2 separate regions of the Callithrix jacchus genome follow, and region 2 is linked to region 1. A link is a contact called in public Hi-C data. All regions are on one chromosome and are shown on one strand. The core of a region is the stretch at or near the end of the contact, and the rest is flanking DNA. Distances in the headings are between cores, read along the strand shown.

Region 1 (7,158 bases), core at 598-3,097:
AGCCGCCCGTGTAGTTGGGATTACAGGTATACGCCACCACACCCCGCTAATTATTTGTATTTTAGGTATTGATGGAGTTTCCCCATGTTGGTCAGGCTGATAAAACTCCGGGCCTCAGGTTATCTGTCCGCCTCGGCCTCCCAAAGTACTGGGATTACAGGCGTGAACCTACATGTCCGACCTTCAAATATTTTAGAAGTTTTGCCCTCTGAAATTCCCAACTTTCTTACCTTCCACAGCAGACTAAACCTAGTTGGGCATTTTTCAAAAGCTTCTCAACCTTTTATTCTCCCACTTCCTGTCAAGTCTCCACATGTACCAATTGAAGGCAACGTAATTCCCAAATTTCACATTCGACATAATCCATAAAAACGCACAGCTCATTACGCTGTGTATAAAAAGCATTCATCCTTTTATCACAAAAGGCAGAAAGAAATGTGAAAGCACCAACTCCAAGGAAGCTTAAGGCTCTCAAGAGTGTAAACAATGAAGGCTAGAGTCTGCGGGACGCGGTGACTCACGCCTGTAATCCCAGCACTTTGGGAGGCTGAGGCAGGCAGATCACTTGAGACCAGGAGTTCGAGACCAGCCTGACCAACATAGAGAACCTCCGTCTCCACTAAAAATACAAAAATAGCTTGGGCGTGGTAGTGCATGCCTGTGATCCCAGCTACTCCGGAGGCTGAGGCGGGAGAATTGCTTCAATCCGGGAGGCGGAGGTTGCGGTGAGTCGAGATCGTGCCACAGCACTCCAGCCTGAACAAAAAGAGCAAAACTCCGTCTCAAAAATAAAATAAAAACGATGAGAACTACAAAGAGCGCCGCTCAGCCTACTCTTCCCAAACAGGCTGAAGCCTCCGGGCTCACAGGCAGCAACCCTTCGTTGCTGGCACGGTCCTTCTACTCAGGCTGTTTCCTGCCTCGTTTATGAGGAAATTAGTAATGAAGTTTACATCTGACTAGCAAATCCATCCTTTAAAAAATGCGCCGGCACCAAAACCTTTTTCGAGCCAACACATGGTCTGCAGTTTACACTCGGCGTGTCACTGACCTCCTAGTTGGGTAAGTTTTAGTATAAACTTGGATGAACTTGAGCCGCATGAGCCACGGTACAGCTTCTTTAAGGCAGAGTAGAGCGGCGTTCAGAGTAAGAAACAGCCCGCTCATCCACAAACTTCTGACCACCCTTCGCGATTCCCAGGAACAGCGCTCTGCAGTCCACCACCTGCTCCCTTCTCCCTCCGAACTTGGCGGCGTGGACACGCATTCCTGCTCCGCCGGCCACTCGCGTTTCTGGTTTCAGACTCCAAGTGCGGGAGGCTTAGGAAAAGCAAGCGCTCCACGCCTCCCACGGTGCCCGCCCCCGGCCCCCCGGGCCCCAGCCGGCCGCTCCCAGGCCCAAGCCCCACCCCCACCCCCGACCGCCGCCGCGGAGGCCGGGCCGCGCTCCAGCAAGGACGCCGGGCGGGGAGGACGCGGCCGGGCGGCACCAGACCCCAGCCCCAACCCCAACCCCAGCCCCAGAGGACCCCACCCACCCTTCGCCCCGCGACCCGGGCCACGGCCCCCCCGCCCCGCCCAGCCCTAGTCCGGCCGGCGACCCCGGTCACCCCCCGCACGCTGTTGCGAGGCGCCGGGTCAGGTCCGCCGTCTGCCGGCTGCGCGCGGGGCCCTCGGCCGACCTTCCCTGACCCTCGGAGTAGACGCTCACCGAGGACGAAGGCGACCGGTGGCGGGACGCAGGGGAGGTGGGGGTGACGGCCCGAATCTCCTCAGGGCTCCAGCACTACTGCGCTGGTGGCGGCGGCTCCTCGCGCTTTCCTTTCTCTCCTTTCTCCAACAACAAACAGGAAATGCGTCACGCGGCGGCGGCACAGCATCGTCAACTTCCGCCCGGTCCTGACGCCGCGCATGCGCAGTTTCCACTGCCCATACCGCGGGCTCGGTGTCGGGGCGCCCGCCCCACCTTCGCGAAGGTTCTAGGCCCTTCCGCCGCCACTTGGAGGCCAGGAAGCTGGGGGTGAGGGGGCGGAGCTCGAGACCGCGTCTACGGTACCCGAGAACCCAGACGTGCCGAAAGCGCCGTAGCCAATGGGCGGCCTACTCCAGGGAGGCCGAGAAGACTCCACGAGGGATTGATCGTTGTGGGCGAGAAGGAACCGGTTCTGGAAACCGCGAACTCCTCGCGCCCTTCACCTTCCTCTTGGCCCCGCCTCTCGCCCGCGGCCCCCCTGTGGAGCTGCGTGGCCTCTCCCCACAGCGGGACGAAAGCTGGGGCGCGGGCTGAGAACAGCCGAGAGCGCGCCTTCCAGCCTGGGCGACAGGGCGAGACTGTGTCTCAAAAAAAAAAAAAAGCTTCCAAAAAGGCTGGGTCAACATCACTGGTTTAAAAATGGCAGCAAGAGGGCCGGGCGCGGTGGCTCAGGCCTGAAACCACAGCACTTTGAAAGGCCGAGGCTGGCAGATCACCTAAGGTCGAGAGTTCAAGACTAGCCTGGCCAACATAATGAAACCCCCGTCTCTAAAATACAGAGATGACCCGGGCCTGGTGGCGCACACCTGTAATCCTAGCTACTCGAGAGGCTGAAGCAGGAGAACCGCTTGAACCCGTGAGGTTGAGGTTGCTTTGAGCCGATATCACGCTATTACACTCTTGCCTGGGAGACAAGAGCAAAACTGTCAGGCCGGGCGCAGTGGCTCACGCCTGTAACCCCAGCACTTTGGGAGGCCGAGGCGGGCGGATCACTTGAGGCCAGAAGTTCGAGACCAGCCTGGCCAACATGCTGAAACCCCGTCTTTTTAAAAAGAAAAGAAAAGAAACCCGGGCGCGGTGGCTCACACCTGTAATCCCAGCACTTTGGGAGGCCGAGGCGGGTGGATCACGAGGTCAAGAGATCGAGACCATCCTGGTCAACATGGTGAAACCCCGTCTCTACTAAAAATACAAAAAATTAGCTGGGCATGGTGGCGCGTGCCTGTAATCCCAGCTACTCAGGAGGCTGAGGCAGGAGAATTGCCTGAACCCAGGAGGCGGAGGTTGCGGTGAGCCGAGATCGCGCCATTGCACTCCAGGCTGGGTAAGAAGAGCAAAACTCCGTCTCAGAAAAAAAAAAGGAGCAAAACTGTCTGAAAACTAAAAACAAATAAGGCAGTGAGAGCGCCGGGCGCGATGGCGCATGCGTATAATCCCCGCACTTGGAAGGCAGATGCTTGAGGAGGAAAAAAACCAAGCAGAGGCCCGGGAAGACAAGTCCCCGCTCCCCAATTTAAGGAAGCCCAGTCACCCTGAGTTCCCCGGCGAACCGGAGAGCGTGAAGACTTCGCCAAGTAATGATGACAGAAGGAAACTGTGGCCGAAAATACAGATGAGGTTTTTTAGATTAAATCGTGACAGTAGTTTCCTGAAAACGCAGAGCATTTTGATCGCTGGACTTTAGGTCAGCCCCAGGCCCTCTAGTCTTTCCCGCGTCCTCATGCGTTCTGGTTCTAACCCTGGAGATCAACACAACACGCGTGGAGACGACCCCGTGCGGTCAGACTCGTTTCCAGTAGCGAACGGGTGCAGTCGACCCACAGCCTAAGGAGGCAGACAAGCAGTTATGCACTGGAGCCTGGCCCGCGTCTCCCAGTCTTCCTCTCCAGCATTGAGCCAGATGCTTGCTACTGTGTTGTCTTGGTCCCCGCCCACCTTGTACTTTCCTTTAAGACATAAAAATCCCTTTTTGTCACGCCTTTCCTGATCCTGTGATGTGCTGACACTGAATTCTAGGGACCTGCTCAGCCACCTTCTCAACTAACAACGGTGATGAGTTCTTGATCACTTAAAGCCTGGGGTATATTCAAGTAAAAGGCCCTTTAGCACTTGAATAACTTGTAGTTTATTAGAACTGTTAGTAATGAAAGAGTTCAAGAAATGCCACCCCGAATTATGCCACGTTAGGGTACTGATTAATAACTAGTACACTGAGTACCAAGTTAGTATGCCATCGATCCGAGGGCATATGGGGACCTGCCAAGGCAGGGAGGGGCATTCTCTGAATTCCCCTTAACCACATAAAGATAGATCATCCCAAAGGAACTCAATTGTCTTGACCCCCTTCCTGGAAATCTCAGCCACAGGGAAGAAAGAACCGGTATCACCAGACAAGAGTGCCAAGGGACCTCAGCTCCATGCCCAGACAGACTTTGCCACAGGCCCCCACCGATTCTTCGGAAGGCAAAACTCATGAGCTGCAGATCTCACTGGATTCTGGGTTGCCCTAGTATGCGTTGTAAATTTGTATACTTTTTCTCTTGTCAATCTGTCTACTGTCAGCTTAGCTCAGAGACTCCGTTATCAAACCCTCAGAGACCGGAGGGAAAATTTCCCCTCTACAGCTCCTTCATTTTAGACAACTGGAACACTTGGTTAATGGCTCTAATTTTTATACTTCAAAATGAAAGATTGCTTTATATTTTCTATTCTTTTTTTTTCTTTTGAGACAGGATCTTGCTCTGTCATTCAGGCTGGGGTGCAGTGGTTCAGTCATGACCCGCTGCAGCCTTGACCTCCTGGGCTCAAGCGGTCCTCTTGCCTCAGCTTCCCAAAGTGCTGGGATTACCGGTGTGAGCCACTGTGCCAGGTCATTTTTCATATTTCTTAAACTTTGTGTTACCGCATGTCATTTCTAGCAGATGATCAGTTAGCAAAGGAAAATCTGACTTGATTCTCTATTCTATTTTTTTTTTTTTTGAGACTGAGTTGGAGTGCAGTGGCATGATCTCAGCTCACTGCAACCTTCAGCTCCCAGGTTTAGGTGATTCTCCTGTCTCACCCTCCTGAATAGCTGGGATTACAGGCATGAGCCACTATGCCTGCCTAATTTTTTGTATTTTTAGTAGAGGTGAAGTTTCACCATGTTAGCCAGGCTGGTCTCCAACTCCTGACTTTAAGTGATCCAGCCACCTCCGCCTCCCAAAGTGCTGAGATTACAGGCGTGAGCCACCGAGCCCAGCCTCTATTCTCTTTTTTTAATTATTATTATAAAGACAGGTTTTCTTTTTAATTTCTTTTATAATTATTATTATAAAGACCATGTTGGTCAGGCTGGTCGTGAACTCCCGACCTCAGGTGATCTGCCCACCTTGGCCTCCAAAGTGTTTGGATTACAGATGTGAGCCACCATGCCCAGCCTATTCTCTCTTTTTTTTTTTTTTTTTACTGGTTATACAAATGGTCAAAAGGAAGAAATAGCACAGTATTTTGTGTTAGTATGGGCATCTCATAATAAAACGTAAAGTAATCTCAGCAAAGACTGGAATTTCAGATATGTGCGCAGCTTGGCACTGTCACATGTAACCTATCTGCTAGGAGGTCGATGGAGGTTTATTTCCATCTCAGTGTTGACAGACAGTACTGTCATGGGATGTTTTACCTTTAATAAGTCCCTACAGCAGTTGTGAGCTAATCTTGAAATGCAGACAGCACAGACATGAATTTTACATTGTAAGTGGCAGGCTAGCCACAAATAGCTTTTTCTTCCCCCTTCAAAAAAGGAATATATGTATTTCTTGTTATTAAAATATGTATCAGGCTGATCGCAGTGGTGCACACCTGTAATCCCAGCACTTCAGGAGGCTGAGGCAGGAGGACTCCTTGACCTAGGAATTCCTCAGCCTGGGTAACACCACAAGACCGATTTTTGTATTTTTAGTAGAGACAGGTTTTCACCAGGTTGATGAGGCTAGTCTTGACCTCCTGACCTCAGGTGATCTACCCACCTCTGCCTCTCTCTCTCTCTCTTTTTTTTTTTTTTTTAAGAGATGGGGTTTCACCATGTTGGCCAGGCTGGCCTCGAACGCCTGACCTCAGGTGATCCACCCACTTCAGCCTCCCATCTCTACCAAAAAAAAAATTTCTGGCCAGGCGCCATGGCTCACGCTTGTAATCCCAACACTTTGGGAGGCCGAGGGAGGCTGATCATAAGATCAGGAGTTCGAGAGCAGCCTAACCAACATGGTGAAACCCTGTCTCTACTAAAAATACAAAATTAGCCAGGCGTGGTGGTGCATGCCTATAGTCCCAGCTACTGGGGAGGCTGAGGCAGGAGAACTGCTTGAACCTGGGAGATGGAGGTTGCAGTGAGCTGAGCTCACACCACTGCTCTCCAGCCTAGGCCACAAATCGAAACTCTGCCTCAAAAAAAAAAATAAATAAATAAAGGAGCTTCCAAAGAGGCTGGGTCAACATCAACAGTTTAAAAAAGCAACAAGAGGCCAGACATGGTGGCTCATGTCTGTAATCCCAGCACTCTGAGAGGCAGAGGTGGGTGCGGGGCGTAGTGGCTCAGGCCTATAATCCCAGCACTTTGGGAGGAAGTGGGTGGATCACCTGAGGTCAGGCGTTCGAGGCCAGCCTGGCCAACATGGTGAAACCCCATCTCTTAAAAAAAAAAAAAAAGAGAGAGAGTGGCAGAGGTGGGTAGATCACCTGAGGTCAGGAGGTCAAGACTAGCCTCATCAACCTGGTGAAAACCTGTCTCTACTAAAAATACAAAAATCGGCCGGGCGCGGTGGCTCAAGCCTGTAATCCCAGCACTTTGGGAGGCCGAGGTGGGTGGATCACGAGGTCATGAGATCGAGACCATCCTGGTCAAAATGGTGAAACCCCGTCTCTACTAAAAATACAAAAAAAAAAAAAAAATTAGCTGGGCATGGTGGTACGTGCCTGTAATCCCAGCTACTTGGGAGGCCGAGGCAGAAGAATTGCCTGAACCCAGGAGGCGGAGGTTGCGGTGAGCCGAGATCGCACCATTGCACTCCAGCCTGGGTAACAAGAGTGAAACTCCGTCTCAAAAAAAAAAAAATTAGCTGGACATAATGATACACGCCTGTAATCCCACCTACTCCGGAGGCTGACGCAGGAGAATCGCTTGAACCCAGGAGATGGAGATTGCAGTGAGCCCATATTGTACCATTGCACTCCAGCCTCAGGGATAAGAGCAAAACTATCAAGAAAGAGATGTTCAGAAACAAACAAATAAAAGGAGCAAAACTGTCTCAAAACTAAAAACTACCAGGCGTGGTGGTTCACGCCTATAATGCCAGCACTGAGGGAGACTGAGGTGGGCAGACGGCAAGGTTAGGAGATGGAGACCTCGTGAGGTCAGGAAGTAGAGA
Region 2 (7,377 bases), core at 1,528-4,027, 35 kb after region 1:
ACCAGCCAACCGGAGGGCAGCCTGGCTCCCCGTGCAGGGGTGCCTGAGGCAAGCAGGCCTGAGAAAAGGCCGATTCACCACAGACGACAGCACGTTCTGGGTGAGATGACGGAGAGACGGGGCAGGAGAGCTGAGCTGACAGGCGCTTCTGGGACCACAGCCCAGCGGGAACAGGGATGACCTCTGCCCTGGGCTGCGGAAACCCTTTCTAGAAAGAGTCAGGCTTAGCCAGTCTCCCAGGCCCAGCCCAGCCCCAGCCACCGAACTCACAGGAATCTGGTAAAGCTCACAGGAGAAACGCAAGTGCCCAGTAAATATTAAAAAAAAAAAAGATTTCATTAGTAATCAGAGACGCACGAGCAAAGGAAGACGCCCCCACGGAACCAACTGGCGGGGCCTGCAAACATCAAAGAGGCCCACAGCATTCCCAGAGCCTGGCGCACAGTCCCGAGCGGTGGGGAAGGGCCCCCACAGCCTGCCGGAGGCCACCTCACCAGCGCCGACAGAAATTTCAAATATGCATCGCCTTTTCGTTTCACTTTAATTTGAGGTTTATTCACATCGTAGAAAAACAAGTAAGTTTATCCAAAAAAAAAGAGTTTTTTCTAAATATGCAATCAGGAAAGAAAAAAGAAAATCAAGTCAGTGTTTGGTCTCTTCATGATCCATGCGACATCATCCCTCGGAAAAGAAACCTCAGGTTAGGCCGGGCGCAGTGGCTCACGCCTGTAATCTCAGCACTTCGGCTGAGGCAGGCAGATCAAAACGTCAGGAGTTTTGATCAACATGGTGAAACCCCGTCTCTAGTAAAAATACAAAAATTGGGGCCGGGCGCGGTGGCTCAAGCCTGTAATCCCAGCACTGGGAGGCCGAGGCGGGTGGATCACGAGGTCAAGAGATAGAGACCGGGGTCCAAAGTGGCTCCCGCCGGAGCTCATGGCGCTCGCGAAGGCGAGGTCATCAGTTCAAGGCTAACCTGAGCAACCTCATAAGCCCAAACTGATTGGCAAAAAAAAAAAAAAAAAAAAAAAAGAGATCGAGACCATCCTGGTCAACATGGTGAAACCCCATCTCTACTAAAAATACAAAAAATTAGCTGGGCATGGTGGCGCGTGCCTGTAATCCCAGCTACTCAGGAGGCTGAGGCAGGAGAATTGCCTGAACCCAGGAAGCGGAGGTTGCGGTGAGCCAAGATCGCGCCATTGCACTCCAGCTTGGGTAACAAGCGCGAAACTCCGTCTCAAAAAAAAAAAAAAAAAAAAAAAAATTAGGTGAGCCCGATGGCAGCTGCCTGTAATCCCAGCTACTTGGGAGGCTGAGACAGGAGAATCACATCGCTGGAACCCAGGAGGCGGGGCCTGTTTTGGGGGAGTCTAAACTGTATGTTCCATGTGAACGTTCAGGCTACAGACCTGTAGCTGGAGCGGAGTTGCCGGGGCCTGTCCACATCACAGGCAGGGCATGCTCTGAATTTCTCTGACAACGTGCGTTTTATCTATTATAGGCACACATTTTAAAAACTGGAACTAAAAACCAAAGCCAACACAAAAAAACAAAAACCCCCAAACAGGTGATTAAGGAAAACCTCCGGTTGTGTAAACAGTGCCAGCAACGTGCTAGTTTGCATCAGCCAGAGCGCAAGAACCTGCCTGTCAAAGGGCGCCCACTTCCTGGTGTGGGGCGGCCCAGAAACCACGCCTTTGTCATCAGCGTGGCTTGGTGAGCACAGCCCTGGGCAAACTGTGCGTGGTTTTCTCAGCAGGCTACTGACGGAGCCCAGCTCCCTCCTCACGGAAGACTCAGCCTCTGTTCCTCGGAGGAGGTCACGTTGACCCTGACTCAGCCACTCTCTTTCACTCTGTCTTCTCCTTTTGATTTATTTATTTATTATTTTTAAAGATGGGGTTTCACCATGATGGCCAGGCTGGTCTTGAACTCCGGACCTCAGGTGATCCGCCTGCCTCAGCCTCCCGAAGTGCTCGGATTACAGGCGTGAGCCACTGTGCCTGGATTTTTTATTTTTTCAAATTCTTTTGTAGAGAGGAGATCTTGCTTTTTTGCCCAGGCTGGCCTCGAACTCATGGCCTCAAGTGATCCTCCTGCCTTTGTGTCTTGTCCTCCGAAGATGTAAAAGCCATTCTTGGCTCCAGGGTCGTACAGAAACTGGCTGTGTCTGCTTTCAGCCTGACAGAGGTAGGACTAATGGCATTTTTACTTCCGAATGGTGGAGTGGGATGATGGCGAGTGAGCACGATTGCCTTGGGCTTCACGTGTGTGAGGGCCCTCCCACCCCCGGCCTCCAGCTCCCCTGCAGGGCAGGCCATGTGCCAGCTGCTCGGGAGGCAGCCCTCCTGGGAGGTGGACCCGGGCCCTCTGGCACGCGTGGGCTAACGCATGTGTGTAAGGGGGATTCGCATGGCTGTGCTGAGGCCTCTCCCAGCGAGAGCTGCGTCTTTTCCCTTCCACACAGGCTCTCGTGCAGCTCCGGGGAGCAGGCTGGACACGTGGAGGGCGGGCTGGACGCATCCTCTCTCTGGGACAGGGAGTCCTCCTCACGTTGTAGGTCAACCAAACAGCAAACAAAGCAAAACAAAAACAGCTGGAACCTTTCGGGGGCCCCTAAAAAGGCAGCAGCAAAAAAAGTCACAGCAGAGATGTGTCACGCCGATCACCTGAGCCATCCCTTCCCTCTCTAAGGGATGCTTGCCTGTGGAACGCTGCTGTGCGGAGCTGGGCCACAACAGCGTCCCAGCAGGTCCCAGAGCCTGCACGCTGCGCCCCGCCGAGGCCGGCTTAGGGACCAGCGAGGCAGCGGTGTCACTGTGGCTGCAGACTGGAAGCGGCTGAGCCTGGCATCGTCCTCCGTGCCGGGAGGGGGCTCGCTAGGGCAGCAGGAGTGCTGGGCACAGGGCGGGCTGAACTGCTCCTGGAGCAGGTGCCTGTGAGCACCCATGGGCAGTGGAATTGTAGAGAACTAGAAGCCTCTGCACACACACAACACAATACACACACCACACATACCACACACACACCACACACAACATATGCACAACACACACACAACACATGCTATACAACACACACCACACACCACGCACACAACACACACACGCTATAAAACACACACAGCATACACCACACACAACACACACACAACGCACAACACACATACCACACACAACATATGCACAACACACACACAACACATGCTATACAACACACACCCACACAACACACACCTGCCCAACACACAACATACACAACACATGACACACACTGTGCATACCACAAACACCACACACCACACAACGCACATACCACATACCACATACCACACACACAGCATACCACACACACCATGCAACACACTCACCACACAACACATACCACACACCACATACAAAACACATACAACACATGCACATATATCACACACCACACATATGCAACATGCAGCACACAGCATGCAACACACACCACATACCACACATCACACAACACACACACAACACACATCACACACCACAAACCCCACACACACATCATATACCACACCACACACCACACGACACATCACATAGCACGCTACACACACATAATAGCATACAACACACACCATACACCACACATCACACGACACACCACATAGCACACTACACACACATAATAGCATACAATACACACACCATACACCACACAAGCCACACACACCAAACATACCACACAACACACAACACACAACACACCCAACACACTCACCACACACCACATACACAACACACACACACCACGCAACATGATTCATCACACACAACGCACAATATACAACACACTACATCACACACCACACACCACCCAGCACACACAACACAACATACAACACACTATACACTACACATAGCATACATACCACATATTACACACACACACCACCCAGAACACGCAACACACCACACCCCACACCACACATAACATGCACACCACAGCACACACACATCACATGCACACACAGCACACACCATAATACACCACACGCCACAGCATACCACACATAGCGTACACACCACATACACACACACATATAGAGACACACAATGCAGCATACACAGGTACAAGAAATGCCAGGAGGCCTGACGAGAGGCGTGTCTGTGTCTGTGGCAGTGCTGGCATGTGGGGACTCTGCACTGAGCCACTGAGGAGGGACCTGGGCAAAGGGCTCTGTGCGCTTTCTCACATCCGCATGTGGATTATTTCAATAAAAGGCAAAGCACACATGACCACCACGTGCGTTTCCCAGGGCGGCTGTAAAATCACCGCACGCGGCTCGAAAGAACAGAGGTTTCTCCCCTCAGTCTCGGAGGCCGGGAGTGGAACCAGTGTCAGCAGAAGCAACTCCTCCCAGAGGAGGCCTGTTCTGTGCGCGCCTCTGGCCTCCTTGGCGCTGCCCGGCTGCTGGACGCGCCCCTCCCATCTCTGCCTGTTGTCCCACGGCCTCCTCCCTGTGTCTCCATTTCCCTCCTCTTGTAAGAACAGCAGTCGCGAGATTTGAGGTCCACTCTGATCCAATTCGACGTGTTCTTAGCAAATCACACAGATGCCGACCCTGCTTCCCAAAACCCACAGGCACTGGGGCTTCAGCGCACCTTTCAGGGACAATTCAACACACAACAACCGCGTGAAGCTCATCTGCCCCCAGGGGGGCCCACGGCCCCACCCAGGAACCTGCAGCCGTGGGGTCCTCACATCGGACCTCAGCCTCCGGAAGGAAGCGGCCGCCTTACTCTAAGATTTGGAAGTTCCCGAATGCAGCAAGCCTTGTGCATGAATCACACGTGTCCGGCAAAGGTACGAAATGAAATGTACGGGCTGTTTGAATGAATGAGACACAAGCTCGTGTCAATGTTACTAAATTTACGGTGATTAGGAGTCCCTCAGAATTTTCTCGTTCAATAAATAATGAAATTATATTCACGACCACTCAGAGGACACGATAATCTCTTGATGTTAAACACAGTTCTTGTACTCAAAATATGGAAGAACCATGTTGACTGTGTCTAACAAACAACCTTAAAGGTGAAATATCGTTTATGCTCTAAATGCCTTAGCAGGATGATGGGCATTTGGAGGTGGGGTCTGAGGGCCTGGAGCCCACGTGACTGTGACCTGTAACCCCTCCATCCCGCCATCACAGCCTTCGCGTGCCAGGCAGTGACCTCGGACCGGTGGTACCTCTTCAGCCGAGCACCTGGACAGCAAACCCTGATGGGTCAGATGACTCGGGGAGTTTCTTCCTTAATCAGATACACAGCCAGGAAGAGGAGCGTGTGTCCAAATTGCCTGGGTACTCTTGACAGTCAGAGCCGTCGGGGACTTTCCGTCGGATCACGCGGCCTAGATTTTGGCTTGTCAGAAACTTCCTCTGAAATCGCTGGGGAATTCAGAGCCCAGGCAAGGACGTGGAGACAGTGCCCACCTAGGGAACTCCCCAGATTGAGTTATCCCTCCCGAGAGCAGCACGGTCATGAATAACCTGAATCAGTGAAAGAAGTAAATGGGGCGGGGCACAGGGGCTCACACCTCTAATCCCAGCACCTTGGGAGGCCGAGGCAGGCGGATCACCAGGTCAGGAGATGGAGACCATCCTGGCTGACATGCTGAAATCCCATCTCTACCTAAAAATACAAAAATTAGCCAGGCTTGGTGGCGGGCACCTGTAGTCCCAGCTACTCAGGAGGCTGAGGCAGGGGAATCGCTTGAACCTGGAGGCAGAGGTTGCAGTGAGCCTAGATTGTGGCACTGCACTCCAGCCTGGGTGACAGAGTAAGACTACGTCCCATAAAAAATAAATACATAAAATAAAGAAAGAACTGAATGGAAATTAAAGATCCGCTGTTCCTGCTGGGTGTGCTGGCTCACGCCTGTAACCCCTGCACTTTGGGAGTCGGAGGCAGTGGACCGCCTGGGGTCGGGAGTTCAAGACCAGCCTGGCCAAAAAGGTGAAACATCGTCTCTACCAAAAATACAAGCAATTAGCCGGACGTAGCAGCAGGCACCTGTAGTGCCAGCTACCCAGGAGGCTGAGGCAGGAGGATCATCACCTGAGCACGGGAGGGAGCTGTTGCAGCCAGCTGAGACCTCGCCCCTGCACTCCAGCCTGGGTGACAGAGTGAGACTCCATCTCAAAAAAAAAAAAAAAGAAGATCCAGGCTGGGCGCGGTGGCTCAAGCCTGTAATCCCAGCACTTTGGGAGGCCGAAGCGGGTGGATCGCGAGGTCAAGAGATCGAGACCATCCTGGTCAACATGGTGAAACCCCATCTCTACTAAAATACAAAAAATTAGCTGGGCATGGTGGTGCGTGCCTGTAATCCCAGCTACTCAGGAGGCTGAGGCAGGAGAATTGATGGAACCCAGGAGGCGGAGGTTGCGGTGAGCCGAGATCGCGCCATTGCACTTCAGCCTGAGTAACAGGAGCGAAATTCCGTCTCAAAAAAAAAAAAAAGATCCGCTGTTCAGCCCAGGAAGGAAACATAAGGGGCCTGGGCAGAGGGCTCTGTGGCTTTCTCACCGCCACAGCGGATTCGGTCAGGAAAAGGCAGAGACTGCACGGCCACCTCTGCGTTTCCCGGGGAGGCTGTAAGATCACCGCATGCAGCTTCACACAGCATGTCTCTCCTCTCACAGTGTTAGTGTCCCGCCGTGGCCTCCCAGGGTGTTGGGATCACGGGTGTGAGCCACCGTGCCTGGCTCCAAAGGAAAGATCGTAAAGGCTCTTTTTGCAATGCTAGAACCAGGCACAGATCATCTGTAAAACAGAACGAGGGCTCCGGCGTGCTGGGCAGAGGAGGTTGGCTGTGTAGACAGAAAGGGGCTGAGGAAGCAGACACAGAACAAAAAGCAGATTGGTCGTTTCCAAGTGGCTCCTTGGAAGGTTCAGCAGAGGTGACTTCCTCACACGCCGCTCGACCTGGTCTGTCTGGAGCTCTTCTCGCTCCTGGTTTCCTGGAAGGTGAGATGAACAAGTTCGTCTTGGCTTGGTGACGTGGAACTCTAGCTCGAGTGGCTGCGTTTTGGGCTGGTCTGCCGGGCCAAGTGCCGGAGCTCAGGCCGCACCAGTGGCCTCCTGTGAATTTCATCAAACGCGACTCAGGTGATGCGGTTCCCGTGAGCGAAGCGTGCCTGGAGAGGCTCGCAGACTCCTCTGTCCAACTCCTCAGTCTCGGCACTTCCAGCCTAAACCTCTGGAGGTGCAGAGAGCTTGTCCTCCAAGGAGGAGTCTCTGTGAGACGGTTCCTGGCAGCTGGGCTGAAGGTCCCTCCAGACCACGTGGCCCATCAGGGTGGTGGGGGGGAGTCTGAGGCGTGGGAGCAGAGGCTCTG

The links. Hi-C and Micro-C count contacts between places; a contact is called where the count stands out from the background.
Region 2: a contact with region 1 is called in a Hi-C map of induced pluripotent stem cells, with 4 times the contacts expected there. The contact joins the enhancer-like site here to the promoter of DNAJB6 in region 1. A contact is called at or near these places in 2 of 3 Hi-C or Micro-C datasets (induced pluripotent stem cells and skeletal muscle).

What each region holds. Positions count from the first base shown.
Region 1 is chr11:90,925,261-90,932,418 of calJac240_pri, forward strand. It overlaps DNAJB6 (DnaJ heat shock protein family (Hsp40) member B6), which reads right to left and starts at 1,848. Exons shown (of 11, transcript XM_078343338.1): 1 at 1,712-1,848; 2 at 659-756.
Region 2 is chr11:90,959,169-90,966,545 of calJac240_pri, forward strand. No RefSeq gene overlaps it. Among named protein-coding and RNA genes, the nearest start is that of DNAJB6, 36 kb to the left of the region's middle. Within about 2 kb of position 2,778, at least 5 of the 16 cell types and tissues checked have an H3K27ac peak or open chromatin away from gene starts, as enhancers often do.